4 separate regions of the Mus musculus genome follow, and all the other regions are linked to region 4. A link is a contact called in public HiChIP or PLAC-seq data. All regions are on one chromosome and are shown on one strand. Each heading gives the region's core, a stretch centred on a gene start, on an enhancer-like site or on the middle of the called end of the contact. The rest is flanking DNA. Distances are from core to core; before and after follow the strand shown. Region 1 has its middle 26 kb from the start of Gm30695. Region 2 overlaps Gm30881 (a long non-coding RNA gene). Region 3 has its middle 29 kb from the start of Setd4. Region 4 holds the start of Rcan1 (regulator of calcineurin 1).

The links. HiChIP or PLAC-seq counts read pairs in DNA pulled down with a chosen protein or histone mark.
Region 1: an H3K27ac HiChIP or PLAC-seq map of large pre-B cells shows a contact between it and region 4, with 23 times the contacts expected there. The contact joins the enhancer-like site here to the promoter of Rcan1 in region 4. A contact is called at or near these places in 10 of 39 promoter capture datasets (3T3-L1-derived adipocytes, the C10 cell line, the SN4741 cell line and 7 more), 6 of 484 Hi-C or Micro-C datasets (the N1E-115 cell line, adipose-derived mesenchymal stem cells, bone marrow-derived macrophages and 3 more), 13 of 115 datasets of contacts at active chromatin or transcription factors (embryonic forebrain, embryonic hindbrain, embryonic midbrain and 8 more) and 2 of 9 other capture datasets (adipose tissue and embryonic stem cells).
Region 2: a contact with region 4 is called in an H3K27ac HiChIP or PLAC-seq map of embryonic stem cells, with 5 times the contacts expected there. The contact joins the enhancer-like site here to the promoter of Rcan1 in region 4. A contact is called at or near these places in 2 of 39 promoter capture datasets (hippocampal neurons and liver), 2 of 115 datasets of contacts at active chromatin or transcription factors (both in embryonic stem cells) and 3 of 9 other capture datasets (adipose tissue, embryonic stem cells and liver).
Region 3: an H3K27ac HiChIP or PLAC-seq map of T-cell acute lymphoblastic leukemia shows a contact between it and region 4, with 10 times the contacts expected there. The contact joins the enhancer-like site here to the promoter of Rcan1 in region 4. A contact is called at or near these places in 10 of 39 promoter capture datasets (3T3-L1-derived adipocytes, the C10 cell line, the HPC-7 cell line and 7 more), 1 of 15 datasets of contacts at CTCF or cohesin (stem cell-derived epiblast-like cells), 2 of 484 Hi-C or Micro-C datasets (bone marrow-derived macrophages and regulatory T cells), 15 of 115 datasets of contacts at active chromatin or transcription factors (SST interneurons, T-cell acute lymphoblastic leukemia, bone marrow-derived macrophages and 8 more) and 2 of 9 other capture datasets (adipose tissue and embryonic stem cells).

What each region holds. Positions count from the first base shown.
Region 1 is chr16:93,556,158-93,559,402 of GRCm38.p6, reverse strand. No RefSeq gene overlaps it. Among named protein-coding and RNA genes, the nearest start is that of Gm30695, 26 kb to the right of the region's middle. Within about 2 kb of position 1,577, at least 11 of the 459 cell types and tissues checked have an H3K27ac peak or open chromatin away from gene starts, as enhancers often do.
Region 2 is chr16:93,815,003-93,818,138 of GRCm38.p6, reverse strand. The region is part of intron 1 of Gm30881 (a long non-coding RNA gene); the gene reads left to right. Among named protein-coding and RNA genes, the nearest start is that of Morc3, 16 kb to the left of the region's middle. Within about 2 kb of position 1,593, at least 237 of the 459 cell types and tissues checked have an H3K27ac peak or open chromatin away from gene starts, as enhancers often do. A contact at or near this core is called in adipose tissue, embryonic stem cells and liver, where this site is marked.
Region 3 is chr16:93,572,958-93,576,234 of GRCm38.p6, reverse strand. No RefSeq gene overlaps it. Among named protein-coding and RNA genes, the nearest start is that of Setd4, 29 kb to the left of the region's middle. Within about 2 kb of position 1,549, at least 54 of the 459 cell types and tissues checked have an H3K27ac peak or open chromatin away from gene starts, as enhancers often do. A contact at or near this core is called in the HPC-7 cell line, T-cell acute lymphoblastic leukemia, double positive thymocytes and 1 more, where this site is marked.
Region 4 is chr16:92,464,644-92,468,065 of GRCm38.p6, reverse strand. Rcan1 (regulator of calcineurin 1) reads left to right here and starts at 1,897. Exons shown (of 4, transcript NM_001081549.2): 1 at 1,897-2,233. The coding sequence starts at 1,988. It overlaps Gm46555 (a long non-coding RNA gene), which reads right to left. Exons shown (of 4, transcript XR_003951847.1): 4 at 2,232-3,422.

The sequences.
Region 1 (3,245 bases), core at 328-2,827, 1.1 Mb before region 4:
CTAGCACACAGCATACTTCAATGCATGCATTCAATTACCCTGCAAATGACTGCTCTCAAGCTGTGTTCTCAACCTCCCTAATGCTGCTTTTGATCCTGTTCCTCATGGTGTGGTGACTCCGGCTGTAAAATTATTTAGTTACCACTCCATAACTGTAATTTTGTTACTGTTATGGATTGTAATGTAAATATCTGTCCTTTCCAAGGGTCCTAAGTGACCCCTGTGAAAAGGTTGATTGACCCCCTCCCCCAAAAGGTCACGACCTTCAGGTTAAGAACTACTGCTTTAGATTTTCAGGTTGGGGAATCCTTAAAAGTCGTATACATTTAAACGACCCCTGTTAAACTTAATTGGCAACAAAAAGGAGTTACTTCAAACACCTTAGTATAAAGGAGACCCCAGCTCTTAAGACTGGAATTGTTTTTGGAATCACTGTATTCATTTTTCTATGGCAGAGCTGGAAAAACTTAGTCCTTTTACTTAGGGTGGAGTTGGATGAGACTTCGGGGCAAGGAAGTTACTCATTGAGAAGATTATTCTGAATTAATATTGTGATTTTAACCACAGGGGCCTCCAACTAAGCCGCATCTCAAGTGGCGGGAGAGAGGAGCGGACACAGAGAAAGTAGCGAATCCGAGCAAGCCCCTAGTGAAAGTCTGACCGACCGCTGAGTCCTCTGCAGGAAGGGCTTGGGAAGGCGAGTGGAGATCATTTTCACTGCCTCTGCTCCCCTGCTCCACCAGCTGTGCTGAGCTTAGCGGTTTGCTGGGTGCTGGGCTCCTACTTTTATGCTCTCTGCATCCAGCAGGACCTTTCCGCTGTGAAGCATCTATCGGACCTGACAGTTCCCCACTGTTCTGTTTACCTGTAGCCCTGCACAGCCCTTCCTAGCCCCCAGACAACATCCCTTGATATTTAAGAAGCAACCAGATTCTGGGCTATTTTCGCTTGGAATTTTTAGCTTTCTCTCCCCAAATCCCCTCGGGCTATAAATTAATTTGAGCCAGAGCATGCCTTTAAGACAAGGGGACTCTAGTACGGGACAAGGGTTTGCTCTTTTTGAAATTGCATATAATTTAACACGGTATAACCTTGGAAGACGAAATGTGACCTGCTCAGAGAGGCGCAGCGGGATTTACAGAGGCTGGGTGTCTGAGAGCCCTGTCTCAAAGCCGGCAGGTATTCGGTTTCAAATTATCAAAACAGCCTTGTATCAAAACTCTTCTTGGAGTTATTTTGACATCTAAATAATAGTTCTGGCATTTCTCTGAACGTGTAAATCAATAACATCGACTCGGTGCGTTCTTTCCCCTTATTTCCATTCCTTATTCGTCTATAACCTTACATCAGGCATTAATGATTGCTTTAAGCCTTGGCTTAGGTTTGGTACTTTGGCACTTGGTGTTGCTAGAGACTCCTCTTGCTTCCCTCTATGGTTGCTCAGCCCTTCCAGAACGTTCTCTTCCTGAGACAAAGACTCTTCAAAAGCAGAGAAGTGGGTGGAGCAGTTGGCTGGGATCCTTCATTTCAGCCTTCCCCTGACTGTGTTGCAGTCTAAACTTCCGGTTCCTCTCCACATCCTCCCACTGTCCGCGCCCTGTTTTCCCACCGTGGTTTCTGGACAGCTGCCCCAGACCTGGTGCCTGTTGAAGCCTTGACTTTGGGGTCTTAACCCCAGACCCAAAGACTTGGCCTCTCTGGAGAGGAGGTCGCGGAAGGTGCAGTTTTGACTAGAGAGGCTAACAGTGTCAGCGTGAGAAGCGGTCGAGTAGCGTCTCCTCAGATAACTGTTCGTTCCCCCCCAGATACTCCTCTTTAAAATGATATCAGCATGTTGAGACTTTTTATTTAATTATTTTATTTACTTACATTCCAAATGTTGCCCTCCTCCAAGTCCCCTCCCCCACTCAGAGTTCTTCATTCCATTCTCCCTCCCCTATGCCTCTGAGAGGGTGCTCTTCCCTCCCCCTCTCCTGGGCGTCCCCCTTCCCTGGGGTATCAAGTCTACAGGATTAGGCGCATCCTCTTCCACTGAGGCCTGACAAGGCAGTCCTCTGCTACATATGGCTGGGGGCCTTGGGCTAGCCCGTGTATGTTCTTTGGTTGGCGATGCAGTCTCTGGGAGCTCCCGGGGTCCAGGTTAATGTACATGGTTGGTCTTCCTATGAGAGTTCTTGTCCTTTTCAGGTTGACTGTCTGGACCCCTCAACTGAGTGTCTGTGGTCAGTGTCTATTGCTTTGGCATTTGGGACTGGCCTGTGAGCATACCGGGCTTGATTCAGGTATCCATAATGATTCAGGTATCCATATGGTGCCGCACAGATATGGTGCCACATCCTTCTTGGGAGTCATGTTGACCCCTGGAAGTTGTCATGTAGCAAAAGTAAAGCCAGTTAGTGATTTTCTAGTTTCCCACGTTCGATATATAAAGCCAGAGCTGGCCTTGGCTTCAGGAGCGCCAAGTCTTCCAGGCTTTAAGACTTGCTATCTGCTCTGGGCCTGGGTTTGGGAGTGTCTAGCTTCTCCAGGTCTCCGTCCCAGGACGGCATGGTGTACTCTCTCTTCTTATAAGCTGCACACACAGTCAGAGTGTTTTTGTCGTCAGGGGGGAGGCACAAAGTATAAAGATAATAATTTGACTTTTATTGTTTTTTTTCCGTCTTCCTCAAAGAATGTCCATATTTAATATTTGAAAAATAAAACAGGCAGAGAAACAACTCATAACAAAATCAACTTGACTGAAGGCAGAATTCTGGCCTAGCATGCATGATGCCCTGGTTGGGTTCATTCCCTGGAGAAGTCTCAAAATAAAGGCGGTTACAGAACCGCTAACTTAAAAAATGTGGAAAATAACCATGGTTTCCACAGATTAGTTTACTTTGTAGAGGAACAGTACATCTCCAGGAATATAGGCATACGATGGACCCCAGCCTCTCCTGGATACTGGGAGAAACCTGGCTGTGAAACCCTTCTGCTTTAGAAAACAAGGAACAATGTAGCGTGAGGCTTAGCTTTAAAAAACATGGAACAATGTAGCGTGAGGCTCAGCCTTAGGAATGAACACACCACCCGCAGGTGCCCATGAAGTTGGGAAACAGACAAGCGGGCCCATCCAAGGGACCTCCTCAATCTGGAAATTAATATCAGTGTCTTTTCATTTTGCAGACACTCAATTATATTTTGTGTTAGATGCTAGATGGCCCTTTTATTTCTTAAACTTACATTTTGCCCTTATCCCTTTGGTT
Region 2 (3,136 bases), core at 344-2,843, 1.4 Mb before region 4:
TTCAGAAACACTAGAAGAGGGCATTGGGTCCTATTACAGATTTTTTTTGTTTTTTTGTTTTTTTGTTTTTTTTTTTTTCCCTCACTGTAGAGAAGAACGTTAGGACAAGCAATATGAAGCAGAGTTGCAGTTTATGACACAGATTAAGCACGGGGGTTAATACAAAGAGAGGCACTCTGGGAAAGTCTAATACAACTGTGGTGGATGGGCTTCTCAAGGGAGAGTCGCATCTGTGGACCCTGTGGCTCTCTCAGTTACATTGTCCCCCCCACCCTTGTCGTCCCCCGTCATCGTGCCCCCCCCGCCCCCCCCCCCCTGCCAAGACAGGGTTTCTCTGTATAGCCCTGGCTGTCCTGGAACTCACTTTGTAGACCAGGCTGGCCTCGAACTCAGAAATCCACCTGCCTCTGCCTCTGCCTCCCAAGTGCTGGAATTAAAAGCATGTGCCACCACGCCCCGGCCAGTTACATTGTTTAAAGAGCATAATTTACTACCCATCTGAAAAAGGTTAAACAAAGCTTAAACCTTAAGAAAAAGCTTTGTGCTTGTTGACTTGATTTCCTTCTGACTTTCCTTTTGTGAACGGAACTGTTCCCATGGCTCCTGGAAGTGTGTAGCTAGGTTTTAGACACAGTATCAACAGGTTGAAACTCAGGGTTACAAATCTTCTGACCCCAAGTGAGCACAGTATGGATGTAAGAAGAAACGAGAATGGAAAGAATGTGATTGCTCCTATGTATGGTAGAGGAGGAGGTTTATCATCATCATCATCATCCATTATTATTATCACTGAGGTAGGGTTTCTCTGTGTAGCCCTGGCTGTCTTAGAACTCACTCTGTAGACCAGGCTGTTCTCAAACTTTCAGAGATCTGCTTGTCTCTGCCTTCCGAGGGCTGGGATTAAAAGTCTGCTCCACAACGCCCGGCAGGAGAAGGTTTATTACAGATAAAAGGGACGGCATAATCAGAGGCAGGGACTTCCGGAAGAGCCTAGAGTGGACACCTGATTCTGAGCCATGTGAGAGGAGGGAGGACTCAGGAAGGGAGAGGAGAGAGAAGGGAGCCGGCTGTAATATCCAGGATGTCCAAAAGAGGAGCAGTAACCAAGATGGTTGGATTCTCTAGGGATGAGCAGCAGCCCAGTCAGCTGGACTAGAGAAGTTTAGGGGAGGGGGGAGGGCATGCAGACCAAAGGATTCTGGGAGAACCTGGGAGCCAAGTTCACTTTGATATGTTAAGAAGGCATCTCAAGCGTTTGTTTTTGCTATGTGTGAGCTGTCTTTAGGAACATATATTATCTCTGCAGATATGTGGCTTTTTACCAGTGGCATTGAGTGGTATTCCTTGACACTCATCAAGGAAGGCAACTGGCTCCCAGGTTCAGTGGATTGGCCCCATTCTACTTCATTTCCTTCTGTGCCTTCCTCCTCCTCTATGCTGTGGCCCCAGCTTTGGCGGGTTTCCAGGAAGTCAGAGATGGGTGGTGTGGCCCAAGAAACCAGAACAAACCAGCTTTCGCTGTAGCTGTAGCGGATGCCTCTTTCCTGTTCCGCTTTCTCGGAGCTGAGGTTGAGAGTGCAGAGTTCTAAAGTCTGAGAGAGTTTGGTTTCAGTTCCTGGCTCTGCTCTGAGCCTTGGCTCTGCTGCCTTAGAAATGCTAACAGGACAGTAAGAATCGAAACCTTGCAAGTGAGGCGGGCCCGGTAGGAGGGATCTCTTCATGCCTGCACACACAGCCTTCACTCACACCAACACCCTTGAAGGTCTTTGTCTCCTAAACGCTGGCCTGTTAGAAGAATACCAAGAGTGTTGCTATTTGTGCCTGTTACCCTCGGCCAGCACCGCCCCTGCCAAAACACTGCTTGTCTCAGTGTAGTGGTTCTTTGGGTCAATTTCACCACTTCTGGGAGGAATTGAACTGGCTTCAATGTGGGTATTGAAACTCGTTCATTAGGAAGAAAGAAAATATCAACCCGAGGCACCGAGAGCCTGGAGATGTGGCTGGGTTGGCAGAGGGCTGGCTTAGCCCTGGGTTTGAGCTCCTTCCTATACAGAGTGGTCATGAGAATCATCGCACACAGCTGTGATCATCACATGTAAAAGGTGGAGGCAGGAAGATAGATGACTCCGTACCAAAAACAAAACAAAACAGACAAAACAAAACCTAGAAGCTGAGGTATGGACGTCTGCCAGGACAGAGCATGCTGTGAAAGCCAATCAAGCTCAGTTAGCCCGAGCCCTCACGCCACCCTTCAGGCCTTTGCCGCAGGGAACATCTGCATGCACATCTTCTTTGTGATGCCTTTTAAAAAAATTTCCCCTTGGATAAGTTTATGTAGGAGGAACCGGTAATAAATATAGATTAAGTAGTATGTGTTTGCAGAAATCGGTAAAGCTCTTTTAGATACCTGTTAGGTCACAGGTCCTCCATTTGTTTAGAAATCAGCTCAAACTAGACTATAGGGTTTGTGGTGGTTAGAAAAAAGCCAGCCAGCATTTCTCTGGAACTTGTGAAATGGGCTTTCCATCCCCCCCCCCCCCCGCCCCCAAGAGGCCCTCCCCAAGCTGTGCACTCCCTTGTCTTTACAGCCCTATGCTTGGTCCTCCCTGAGGTCTTACAGCCCCCTCCCCACTCCCCGCCCCTCACACCTTTCTCTCCTCTAGACACTTCCAAATGCCTCTGGATTGTCCCCCCCCCCCCCAAAAAAAAACCCACAAAACAAAACACACCTTTCCCCTAATGGAGCAGTCATGTTGGCAGTTTCTTTACTGCACCCCATTGCATAGCATATGATATCAAGAAGAGAAAAGGTGCTTGTCTTACTTAGGATTTCTATTGTTAGGATGAAATGTCATGACCAAAAAGCAAGTTGAGAAAGAAAGTGTTTATCTGGCTCACGATTCCATATCACTGCTCATCATCAAAGCAAGTCAAGGACCAGAATTCAAACTGGGCAGGAGCTGACTGCCTGGGGCGGAGGCTGACGAGGGCTGGGGGCTGACGGGGACCGGGCTGACGGAGTCAGAGGACACGGAGGGTGCTGCTCACTGGCTTGCTCCTCATGGATTGCTCGGCTCTGCTTTTTTGCTGGGCCCTCCTCCATCAATTGCTAATTGAGAAAATACCCTACAGCTAG
Region 3 (3,277 bases), core at 300-2,799, 1.1 Mb before region 4:
ACTTGACACTGGTGGTCTCAGGAAAAAAACAAAAAACAAAAACAAAAAAACCAAGCAAACCCCATGGCCGGCCAAGTTTCCTTCTGTAGTGACCTGTTTCTGCATCTGAGATTCAATCAGCCTTGCGTTGAAAATTGTTTTGGTTTGCTTTCTGTTGCTGCGATAGAAACACTATCCAAAAGCAACTTGTACCTCATCCACTGTCAGGTCACTGCCCATCCCAGAGGGACATCAGGGCTGAACTGCTTGCTATTCACAAAGCCTTGCTTCCAAACTGGAAACGCACTGACACCCAAGGACACACAGCAGGACACAGGGAGGCAAGCTGTTTGCTGGCTTATGCTCTGCTAACTTCCCTGTACACACAGAACTACCTGCCTGGGGACAGTACAGCTCACGGTGGCCCGGACCTTTCTACACCAATTAATAACCCTGACAGTCTGCACAGGTCAGTCTGATCTAGGCAGTGCCTCAATCCCTGCTTTCCTCTCAGATGACTGTAAACTGTGTCAAGTCAGCAGTGAATGGTAACTAAGTCAACAGCACACCTATTGGTGCAATGTTTACGTTGGACTAAGCTTTAAATAGTAAAGATTTAAAGCACACATATGTGTGGGCGATTTGCAAATTGTTTGCCATTTTGTGAGAGGGCCTTGGTATCCACAAGGGAATCCAAGGATGCTAGATACCTGTCTTCTGGGTTGGTCTGTGTGACCATCAGTAATCCATTCATACTGTGGCACCCCTAAAGGGGGTAGCTCTGCTTAGAGGACTCCGGGTGGTGACAGTTTTTGTCTCTTCACTGGGGAGCATAACTGATCTCAAATATCAAATATGGCTTCTGGACCACCAACCACCCTACCGTATGGGAAGTTGGGCTGCAGCTTCACGGACTGCCCAACACAACACTTGGAGTTTTACCTCCATTTGCTCACGGGGAAGGCCATTCTTTGCCCAAATCCCCTGACTGGGAGGAGACAACACAGGCTTCTTGTTCATCCAGCCTTTCCCTGGCTGCTCTCTGATGCCCCTCAGCGACTGTGGTCAAGTCTTTGAGAGTGAGAGGCAGGGACGGTGGTGAGAACATCGGGTGTGGGGCTGGCTTTGTCTTTGTTCTGTCTGTCTGTAGGTACCGGGGCTTCTGGGAAGGAGTGAGCAGGGGAGGGAGGGCCAGACGAACTCACCCTGAACACTGTTGGGCCTTTTCTTTCTCTGGGCTTTGGTTCATTCTTCAAGTCCTGACATGCCCATGGCTTGTGTACAGTGGCAAGGGGAGCTGGCAGCAGCTGCAGGCGTGCTGGCTGGCCAACCTCATGGTATTGTTTTTGACTATTATCTCATGTGCAGAATGACAGCGACCAGGGCTTGGTGGCCCTCTTTGTTTATGTACATCTTTTTGCTTTGGGAAAGGGGAAGAAAGAACTGGCTCCCTTTAAGAGACATGAACACCGACAAACAAAAGTCAGCTAAGAAGCCCAGATCACACGGGGCCTGTCCTGGGCAGGAAGTGGGGCCTCAGCGTGAGCGTGTACGTTACAGTAAGTTCTCAGCAGACTGAAAACCCTTTCATCACGTTCTGCCCCCCCCACCCCCACACACGATTTGACTTCATCAGCGACATCACTCAAGCACAAATGGTATTCGTCAGGGGTAATCGGCCAACCCCGGAGGCTGTGTTCAAGGTTGCTCGGATGGGACATCTCAAAGCAGTTGTCCGAGTTGAAAGAAAACATTACATTTGATCTCCCTTGAATATGATTTCTGCAGACACTGTGTGCTTCTGCCTTCTTTAGCCCTCTCACCCGTCTCTACCTGGGGGGGTGGGGGGGGGGTGGGGCTGCAGGAAATAGCAGTTCGCAGTTAATTTTACAGTATGTCTGCAGAAACCAGGGCAATGAACAGCCATCCGAGACGTGACCAAGGTTTATTTTCATTAGCCGGCTAATGAACCCGAACAGGTGTGCAGGTTGTTAAATGTTGAGTGACGATCTCTCGCTTCACACATGTCTATGAGGATATTTGTTCTCTTGGATGAGATGGGTATAAGGACTGTGGCAGCCATTCATGAGATGGGGTAATGCCTGCACACGGTCTCCTCTGTACGCTCCTCACTTCTCGGATGCAGGGCATCCAGGATACAGCCAGCCAGGGAGACTCATCCAATGTAACAGAGAAAAATGTGACTCTGCTGGTTTGTGTGTGTGTGTGTGTGTGTGTGTGTGTGTGTGTTTCCGAGTTGAAACAGGGTAGAATCATTTTGGAAGAGGAACCTTCATTGAAGAGTTGGCTCCATCAGATTGACCTATAGGCAAGTTTGTGGAGTGTTTTCTCAATAAATGATAGATGTGGGAGCCCAGGCCACTGTGAGCAGTGCCACTCCTGAGTAAACCAGGGGAGTAGTTCAGTAGTTAGCGTTCCTCTGCGGCTTCTGCTTCAGCTTCTGCTTGAGTTCATGCCCACCTCCCATTGACCATGGCTGTCAGTTGGAAGGTGAAATGAGCCCTTTCCTCCTCAAGTTGCCTGTGTTCGTGGACAGGGACTGAGGCTACTAGGTGAGTGGGGACTTGGTCCTTGAAACCTGTGGTTACATGATTGAAATCTGTGGTCACATGATTAAAACCTGTGGTCACATGATCCATTGGATGGAGAATTTCTTCTGCCCAGGCCCAGAGTACGGTTCAAGTCACAGACCTGAGGTGGAAGTTCACACAAGCAGTGTAAATGTGTCTTCCTCCATATCCTAGGCTTGCGTGTGGGTGCTTATGTGCACATGTGCTTATGTGCACATGTGCTTATGTGCATGTGTGTTTATGTGTATGAGTGTTTATGTGCATGGGTTTGTGTGTGTGTGTGTTTATGTGTATGGGTGTTTGTATGTGGAGGGGTGTTTATGTGGGTGTTTATATGCAAGGGTATTTGTGTGTGTGTTTTGTGTATGGGCGTTTGTGTGTGTTAATGTGTATGGGTATTTGTGTGTGTGTTAATGTGTATGGGTATTTGTGTGTGTGTTTATGTGCATGGGTGTTCATGTATATGGATGTTTATGTGTATGTGTATTTGTGTGTGTGTGTGTGTGTTTATGTGTATGGGTGTTCATGTGTATGGATGTTTATGTGTATGGGTGTTTGTGTGTGTGTGTGTTTATGTGCATGGGTGTTTGCTTGAAGTTGAAATAGTCTATTGGCCATAGTGTTCCATCACAGCAATAGAAGCCCTAACTAAGACAGAGGCATCTCACATTCACAACCCAGGGTATGTCAAGACAGGTGACAGGTTG
Region 4 (3,422 bases), core at 648-3,147:
TTCTTTAGATTATACCTAGAAGAAGAACCTCTGGGTCACATGGTGACTGTAGATTTCCTTTCCCAGGAGACAGGCCTGAGACAGGTCTATTTCTCCCCATCCTCACACCCTCAGGGCTTTGCGAATTATTTCTTCTCTTCCATTCACAAGGGCATCACAAGGACCCCAGGGCCTTACACATGCCATACTTTGAATAAATCTCAGCTCTAGTTGGGTATGATAATAGATCCACTTCCTGACTAGACAGCTTGCCTACTTTAGGAGAAAACACAGACCCAACTCAACACCCCCCTAAAACTTAACTGCACTAGCAGAGGAACACTTACTGGGCGCGTACTGAATCCTTGCCCATATGGGGGATCTGCCTCGCTCTGCAGGCAATTAACAGAAAGGTGAAACCCACACGGGAGTTCTCACTCTGATGAGCTGTCCAGGCACAATGCTCACCTGAGGTCTTGTTTCCCTGTAATGAACCGCCCCCCACCAAACCAAGGCCCAATGTCTTCCCTCATCTCCTACTTCGATGGTTCTCAATCTTCCTAATGCTGCGACCCTTTAATACAGCCCCTCATATTGTGGTGACCCCCCCAACCAGAAAATTATTTTGTTGTTCTGCATCATAACTACAGTTTTGCTACTGTTCAATTGTTGTCTAAATGTCTGATATGTGGGAGATCTATACGCAAAACCCGTGACGGTTCTTGGACCTCCAAGGGGGTCAAGAGCCACAGGTTGAGACCCATTGCCCTCCTGCTACAAGGATTTGAATGAGAAATGTCTCCTGGGAAGTCTGCCATTTGAACACTGGTCCCCAGTTGGTAGTACTGTGTGGGGAGGTCTAGGGAGTTTGGCTTTCCTGGAGGAAGTGAGCCACCGGGGGCAGGCTTTGGTAGTAGAAACAGTTCACCTATCTAGTTTGTTTCTAGTTCCATGTCCCTGCTTCATGGTTGTGGCTGAGATTTGATCTCTCAGCATCTTGCCTCCGGCTGCCATACCTATTACTTAGCCACCACAATGGACACTTATCCCTCTGGGACGCTATATGGAACACTAAGAAACTCTTTTATAAATTGTTTGGTCGTGGTATTTTATCACAGTAACAGGAAAGTAATTGATACACATAGCTTTTTTTCTTTTTCTTGAGATACTAAAGCAGAAAGGGAAGTTTTTAGAGGAAAGAGAGGCAGCCAGCAGAATTGGAGAAAAGGCACGAGGGAGGGCGATGGGAGACAAAATACAGTGTTATCTGTGTATACACAAAATACACGATATATGTATGAAAATAATTATTGAAACCCACTCATTTTGTGCTAAAAAATGCTTCTAATTATCCAAAAATTGGACAGTAACATAATGACTAACACGTTGAACTATAAACATAAGGCCATATCACGATGTTACTCAAGTCTTATTTGTGATTCCGCGACAATATGCACTAAGTATCTAAGCACTGCTAACGTCTACGGAACAGAGCCTCTAACTAGATTTAGTTTAAGTCCTTAAAATTGGCTGCGTGTTTCCAAACGTCGCCGCGTGGGAACCGCAGAAGCTCTGCCTCCGGGTTACCGTTCCACAGGCTAACACCCGGCTTGTGTCCTTCAACAGGCACCGCCAGCTGTCAGAAAAGCAGAACTGGCCAGAGGCCTCTGCCCCTAACAAATATGGCCGCCCCAAGGCTTCAGGCTTAGGGCGGCAGAGTGGGTGTCACGTGACAAAAATCCCGTCGTATTATTGGTCTGCTCTATAGGAAGGGCGGGACTTGATGGCCCGAGTGGGCCGACCTTAAAGGGAACGTTCTTGGGCTCCGCGAGAGCTACGATTCGAGGCCGGCGAGCGCAGGCTGGCCGCCCCTCCCGCGCGGGGCGGAGGCGGACAGGGCGGGCACTGGAAGGCGGCGTCCCGGCGCCGCGGTGACCCCCAGAGGGTGAAGCGGGAGCCGGCGGCCGCGGCGCCGAGTGGAGCGGAGCTAAGGGAGCGCGCGCCGGGCATGGAGGACGGCGTGGCCGGGCCGCGGCTCGGAGAGGTGGCGGAGGCGGTCGAGGCACGGGCGCCCCGTAGGGTGACTCTGCGGCCCTTCGCGCCCTTCTCTGCGGCTGCCGAGGGGGACGGGGGCGGCGGCGGCGACTGGAGCTTCATCGACTGCGAGATGGAGGAGGTGGATCTGCAGGACCTGCCGAGCGCCACCATCGCCTGCCACCTGGACCCGCGCGTGTTCGTGGACGGCCTGTGCCGGGTGAGGACCGGGCCTCCGTCGGGGCGGAGGGCGGACACTTGTTGCGGGGCGCGGCCGGGGCGGGGACGGGCCGAAGCCCTGCTCCAGGGGTCTCAGACACTGGAGACGAGCTTTCTTTTGCACAGCCTACATAGTCCAGGTCGTGTTCTACGGGATCATTGAAGATCAGAAATCAATTCCTCCTCCCAAGTACCATGATTGGTTACTCAGACCTGCCCCATCTCCTTCCCAGGGTGTCAAATTTGTGTGGATTTGGGCGAGGAAGGAACAATTCCTAATGTACTCAGTGACCCTGATGGTGGCATGTCGCTCCTTTAAGGGTGAACTAAATATCCTAAAGGCTTAGGAAAGACTTTCCCCCCAACCGCATTCAACCAAAACTGGCCAATCAACCGCAAGATAATGAGCAGCCAGGATCCTCACCCAAACACTGGCTTTTCTTCCAATAGTGCAGATTGAGAACGCAGAGCGTAGTCTATTTATGAACGGTGAGTCACGTCTGTTTTCTCCGTCCTCCCAATGAATGAGCTGCACCCTTCCTTTGACAGTAAATGCAGGGCAGGGGCTAAACCCCAACGGACCATGAACAGTTCCCTTGGCCACTTCAGGTGATAATTCATCGAGCACTTGCCCTAAAGGCAAAAATGCAATTTGATTCTCTGCTGTATCTTCCGATCCCAGAACAGCCTCACAACAGAATCTTAATAAATGTGGAAATGAGTGACTGGCCAAGTGGGCAGAGCCTTAGACAATGCTGTTCCAGGATACTAGGCACCCAGACAAATGCAGTCTCACTCTGAACTGATCTTGCTTCAGACAGAAAAAGAGAGCCTGAGATCCCTAAAAGAGGTTTGAAGTGCTGGCGAGAGCTCAACCGGCAGAGAGCGATGAGAAAAGCCCCGAGCTGTGACAATTGTTGCTCTCTCTACACAGGATGTCCTGAAGCGTGTGCATAGCCATTGTAAATCCTCTCTGAAAGTAAATGGCCGTATAAATTATAAATAACCAAGACACAGTGGTGTCTCTCTTGGCAGCGACCTTCAGCTCCACTTCATTGACATGTGGACTCAGTGCCAAGGGCTGAAAGCTTTGCTGACATGTTTGATTGAGGGAAACAGAAAAGGTAAATATCAGCGGTAGCAGAAGGCGACGACGGTGCTCTAGGGAGAAGGAGGAGGGCTCAGGGAGT